Regions from separate parts of the Xenopus laevis genome. Here region 2 is linked to region 1. A link is a contact called in public Hi-C data. All regions are on one chromosome and are shown on one strand. Each heading gives the region's core, a stretch centred on a gene start, on an enhancer-like site or on the middle of the called end of the contact. The rest is flanking DNA. Distances are from core to core; before and after follow the strand shown.

What was found. A called contact is a pair of places that touch in the nucleus more often than the background predicts.
Region 2: a Hi-C map of the XTC cell line shows a contact between it and region 1, with 2.8 times the contacts expected there. The contact joins the enhancer-like site here to the promoter of klhl36.S in region 1. A contact is called at or near these places in 2 of 4 Hi-C or Micro-C datasets (the XL177 cell line and the XTC cell line).

What each region holds. Positions count from the first base shown.
Region 1 is chr4S:44,076,244-44,079,110 of Xenopus_laevis_v10.1, reverse strand. klhl36.S (kelch-like protein 36) reads left to right here and starts at 1,344. Exons shown (of 5, transcript XM_041561183.1): 1 at 1,344-1,659. cotl1.S (coactosin-like protein) reads right to left here and starts at 1,184. Exons shown (of 4, transcript XM_018260580.2): 1 at 908-1,184; 2 at 177-259. The coding sequence starts at 984.
Region 2 is chr4S:44,129,619-44,132,485 of Xenopus_laevis_v10.1, reverse strand. No RefSeq gene overlaps it. Among protein-coding and RNA genes, the nearest start is that of cotl1.S, 53 kb to the right of the region's middle. Within about 2 kb of position 1,350, at least 1 of the 7 cell types and tissues checked has an H3K27ac peak or open chromatin away from gene starts, as enhancers often do.

The DNA.
Region 1 (2,867 bases), core at 95-2,594:
GATATATAGCCCTAGGCTGCAATGTAATTCTAGATATTGGGACTGATAGACTCCTACAGAAACATTCCAATATATGTGCACCTACTTGCCTCCTGCTCACGAATACTCATCAATCATTTGTTTGCTTTCAGATTATGGTGTTACAGTATTTGCATATCACCTGGATCATGTCCTACCTTTGCAAGCAGATATAAATTCTTCATAGGTTGCACCCTGTTCTCCTGGGACTATAGTATGGCCATCATATATAAAAGTTACCCTTGAGGAAGAAAAATGAAACTGAAATGTAAAGCTTATTAAACACATGGTAAAAAAAAATAAAAAAACAGAACAAGCCTATTCGGCTACTCTTTACTTTCAGGTCACTATTCTGTTTAGGGCGGGTTTCCATGCCCCCTTCAACAAAGTAAAATGTGCTGCTATAATAGCCAAAAGTCATTAGAATAAGGTGCCTAATTAAATCTAAACCATTGTTTTGGGTCACAGAATTAAATTAGGTCTCCTGAGAAAAAAAAAGTCCAGAAACCTTGCAGTGTAACATGTAGCTTCTAAACTACAGCTCCCAGCATCCTCGGCAGCTGCAGGCTGTCAATTTGCGGCTGAAAGTTTTACTTTTGCAGCCAATGGGGGACGGTGTTAAGACATCTCTTACATACTGTGTATTGCTAGCAATTGATAGATTCATAAAGCCACTCTCTATCTATAGGAGTCACATAAATAATTCCTTTATTAAGAATTTATTTCCAAGTGTCATCTAATCCTACAATGCAATACAAGTGAATAAAATGATGTTTGAATGAAAGGAATATATATGAAAGTACTGCACTGCAATGGTAACCTCTCCATAGGATTTACTGAATGCTTTATTATATGGATGACAGCACAGGCAGGACAACCTGCTACTTACCAGCTCGTTTCATTGGTATCATCTCTCACCAGATTGTAAGCTTCTCTGCACGCTTCCTTGTCAATTTTCGTTGCCATTTGAGGACGCTCTAAGTTCTATTCAGGGTCCAGCAGACAAAAAAAGATTTGGAAGCTCAGAAAGTAGGACAATCCCCCCTCTTAAATCCTTAAAGCAGCTCAGTGGCAGAATCCAAGGCAGTGGCAGGAGAGTGGGTGATGGAGCTCCGCTAGGTTCCTCCTCTGCAGACACTGATCAGCTTCACTGAGTGAGCAAGAACAGCACGGACTTAACCCCTTCTGACAGTCCTCTCATTCTAAACTATAGGCAGCGCCAATCCTTTTTTTTTTTTTGCCGGGGGAAGTTGTGATATCAGATTTCCACCAATGAAATGCAAGTGGGCGGGAATCACCCCTCCAGCTGCGCCGTCCAATGGTTGGCTGCCGTCAGCTTCCGGTTAGAGGTGCTTGGCGTCGCAAAGCATTACTGGGACTTCCACGAAAGTGACGTCATGAGCCTAGCGCTAACCAGAGTGAATGAAGGGGTGCTTCAGCCAAAATCTCTCCTAAACGTTCCTGGCAGATCCTATTAGCCCTGTTAGATACAGATGTGTGCTGAAGGCAGCACCTGCGCCACGCAATGGGGTTCGCAGCACTAACAAACTACAGATACACGGATTTCATGATGTGATCACCCGACACAGGAAGATGTGGCACAGATGATAGACTTGATTGGCACAACAAATGAAGAACAAGGTAGTTTGGTCGCAAGTAGAGAGATTGCGCTGAAGGTGGCGGAAGAGACAGTGTGGCCTTGTGCCAATGAATGTTTATGACTTGGCAGAAATCCATTCCTTTGGAGTTATGGCACTGTATAATAACAAGCCCATATAAGAAGTAAGCTGAACAGGAGGCGCCTGCAATTGTACACTGGGACTGTACACTGGTTCAGTAGACTCATTGGGGCCTATTCACTGAAGGGCGAAGTGGCTAACGCCAGCGACTTTTCACCAGCTTTGCCACCCACAGGGATATCGCCAATTCACTAACAGGCGCCAATTTGCTAGCGAACGGGACCGTCGTTGCGTTCAGTCGCAAGAGCGAAAAGTCGCTTAGCAAACGATTCTTTCTCCGCAAATTCACTAAAGTGCGGATTTTACTGAACATTACATCTTTCGCCAGAGTTGATTTCGCCACCTCAGACCAGACGAAGTGCTAGATGTTCCTCAATCTTCTGTCACTTACATCATATCCTGTGAGCCGAAAATGCATTAAAGTTCCAGAAACGCTGGCGACTTTTCATTTTTTGAAGCGGAATTGCCTGCAAACGTCCTGGGTAACCGGTTTTCTCCAGACATATCATAAAAAAAAAAGAACATTCGTTTTACAGCGGGCTCATGTGTAGGGCATTATATAAACTCTCTTGGTTCCCTGGGCATGTGTAAGAAAAAGTGGTAACTTCATGCATTTGCACCAACATTTATAAATAAAGCCCTCTATACAACTTTAAATTACACGCTGTATGCAAATTGACCTAAGCGCAAGATCACTAGAGAATTTTTCTCTAGGCAGAAACGAACGCTAGCGCATCTTTATGAAACGCTCGCACTGCGGAAATAATGCTAGCAAAAAGTCACCTGCGTTCGGCGCCCAAGGCGCAACTTCGCTTATTAGTGAATAAGCCTAGTGGTAGCGAATTTGCGCCCGTCGAAGTGGTGCAATGTGTACAGCGCAGTCACTGGCGACAATTCACACTTTAGTGAATCTGCCCCATCACGTCATGTTTGCTAATGGCTACAGAGCTGCACGGCTTCTCACGATTTACTTTCCACTTCGGGTTTTATACCGACACCTAGAGACTAAAAGTGAGAACTGCAACCCTCTACTTGCAACCCTCTCATGTTTGGGGGCAGTTCCTCTCAAAGGTTATTTTATTTTTCACTCGGTCTTTAAGTTTTAATTAT
Region 2 (2,867 bases), core at 101-2,600, 53 kb before region 1:
CATTTTATATAGTTTTAGAATGTTTTGCCTTCTTACTCGCCTCTTTCCAGCTTTCAGGTTTAGGTCACTGACCCCGGCAGCCAAAAATCTATTGCTCTATGAGGCTACACTTGTATTGTTACGGTTACTTTTTGTAAATTGTCTTTCTATTACGGTCTCAGAATATGCATCATCCTAAGGCTAAAGCCTGATGTGGCATTCATAGGCAGGCCAAGAAACGACCGATTTACTCACCACCGCTCCATGATATTACTGCACCTACAGGTATGGCATCGGCCTGGCTACACAGAGTGAATTTCAGCACAAAAACACGAGAGAATGCAATTTCACGCAAATAAAAATCTGCTCTGTGTGTCTGTAGGTGCAGTAACATCACAGAGCGCAGGTGAGCAGAGGTTGTGTCTTGGCCTGCATTTATACAACCATGTCTGGCCATAGCCTAAATGTTAAAGTGAACTACCCCTGTTCACCATTGAAAACACAATGATTTAATGCTTCCTAATTACATTTTTGTTTGTATATTTGCAAATGCAGTGCACACTAATAGAAGCAGTAGCGTGAATGTACAGTTCAGCACAGCTGACTTCATGGATGCAAATGAGAGGTACAAAGTGAATTAGATGTCACTGACCATTGCATGTTGGCCTGGCACAATGATGCTCCTGTATAAACTCACTGCACACTATTTGTGGGGAACACTATTTAAAAGGGCCCGCTATTATGAAGTATGTTAAAAAATGTTGCATTTTGGGTAAGAGTAGTGTTCACATTTTTATGGCTCACTAATCCTGTGCTACTGAATATACATGGATTTGTGATTTTGTTGACCTCAGGCAAAATAATCTTATTAAAATATACATCTCTTTTTATTGTGTTCTTTTTTTATTATTAAAACACACCAAGTAACAGGGCTGTTGGTGCCAGGGACACTTAGTGACAATGTTATTAATAGGGAAAAAGATGCTAGAAATGAAATTGAAAGGCCGGTATTTGTTTCCGGAGAAGGGGGCATCCCTACCCATGATATGATAATAGTGTAATGGACCTATCTTATGTAGAGACCCTTTGTGAGCTGTAACTGCCAAAACGTTTATTCCATAAGCTTGCTGAGGATTCTGGGAGTGGGAATTTACATCTGTTATAGCACATTCTCCATCCCAATCACCTTTTGCCTGAGCAACTGATGTTGAATTCAGTCTGATAAGGATAGTAGACAGTATGAACTAAAAATGCTGAAAAGCAGCTGAAAGAGCTGAAAGCCTGGTTGTTACCATATAAGGCATAAGTAAGCATAACCACTCTCTCACAGGGTGCAGCATCCCATGCACAGGTTTAGTCAGCCTCTTCCTTTGCTTTTCTCTGCCTAATTAAACACCTTTTGTATAAGTCACCAGGCAAGCTTACTGCTTGTTTAAGGAATACCCATATATGGTAAAAAAAAAAGGGCTATTAGGGTGAATCAGCAGTTCTGTTTATTCACAAACTTCCTGAGACGGAAACACAGGATAAGATTGTTGCACCGTCCCCTTACTGTGCTTGTGGCATCACTGCAACACGTGTTGATTCTATAGAGAAATAGGCGTTCTTCTTTGGTTGCCACTTCTATGGGGTGTTGCAAAATGCCGTTGCTCAGATATGTAGGTGGCCCACAGCCAATTAACTACAGAGACTGAATGGCAAAAGGCGCATTTTCTAATAAAATGATATGATACCTTTTGTGCCTTCACTTCTTTTAGGTTTTTAAACACTGGCATTTAAAAGAGAGGCTGGGTGAACTTCTAAGATCACACACAAGAACCTCTGGCCATTTGGTTTAAGCTGTTTCTAGATGTAGCTTTGTTCTTGCTTAGGAAGTACTGTACATGCATTAGTTTATGTGTATAAACAGATAGAGACATATACAGAATACATTAACACGATAAAAATAGCTTATGTACAAATGCATGAACTGAATTACTTTACATTAAAGTGTACTTTTCATTAAAATACCAAGACAAGCTGAATTCACTTGGTGCCAGTATGTCAGCCTAGTGGGCATTGTGGGAATTTGAGTTTTGTCTGGGGAGGAGCTGAATTCTGCAAAATGCAAGGCTGTAATAAAAGTAATTGACAGGACATTGACAGCATATGCACATCCAATATAAAAGCCCCCCAAAAGTCTTAAAGGGATACTGTCATGGGAAAAAAACATTTTTTTCAAAATGAATCAGTTAATAGTGCTGCTCCAGCAGAATTCTGCACTGAAATCCATTTCTCAAAAGAGCAAACAGATTTTTTTATATTCAATTTTGAAATCTGACATGGGGCTAGACATATTGTCAATTTCCCAGCTCCCCAAGTCATGTGACTTGTGCTCTGAAAAACTTCAATCACTCTTTACTGCTGTACTGCAAGTTGGAGTGATATCACCACCTCCCTTCCCCCCCCCCAGCAGCCAAACAAAAGAACAATGGGAAGGTAACCAGATAACAGCTCCCTAACACAAGATAACAGCTGCCTGATAGATCTAAGAACAACATTCAATAGTAAAAACCCATGTCCCACTGAGACTCCTTCAGTTACATTGAGAAGGAAAAACAGCAGCCTGCCAGAAAGCATTTCTCTCCTAAAGTGCAGGCACAAGTCACATGACCAGGGGCAGCTGGGAAATTTACAAAATGTCTAGCCCCATGTCAGATTTGAATATAAAAAAATCTGTTTGTTCTTTTGAGAAATGGATTTCAGTGCAGAATTCTGCTGGAGTAGCACTATTAACTGTTTTGGAAAAAACATGTTTTCCGATGACAGGATCCCTTTAAGCTTGCATTATTCTAAAGCTGGTCATACACGGGCGGCGGGCCAATACATTTTCTTGACTTTGCCCCTTC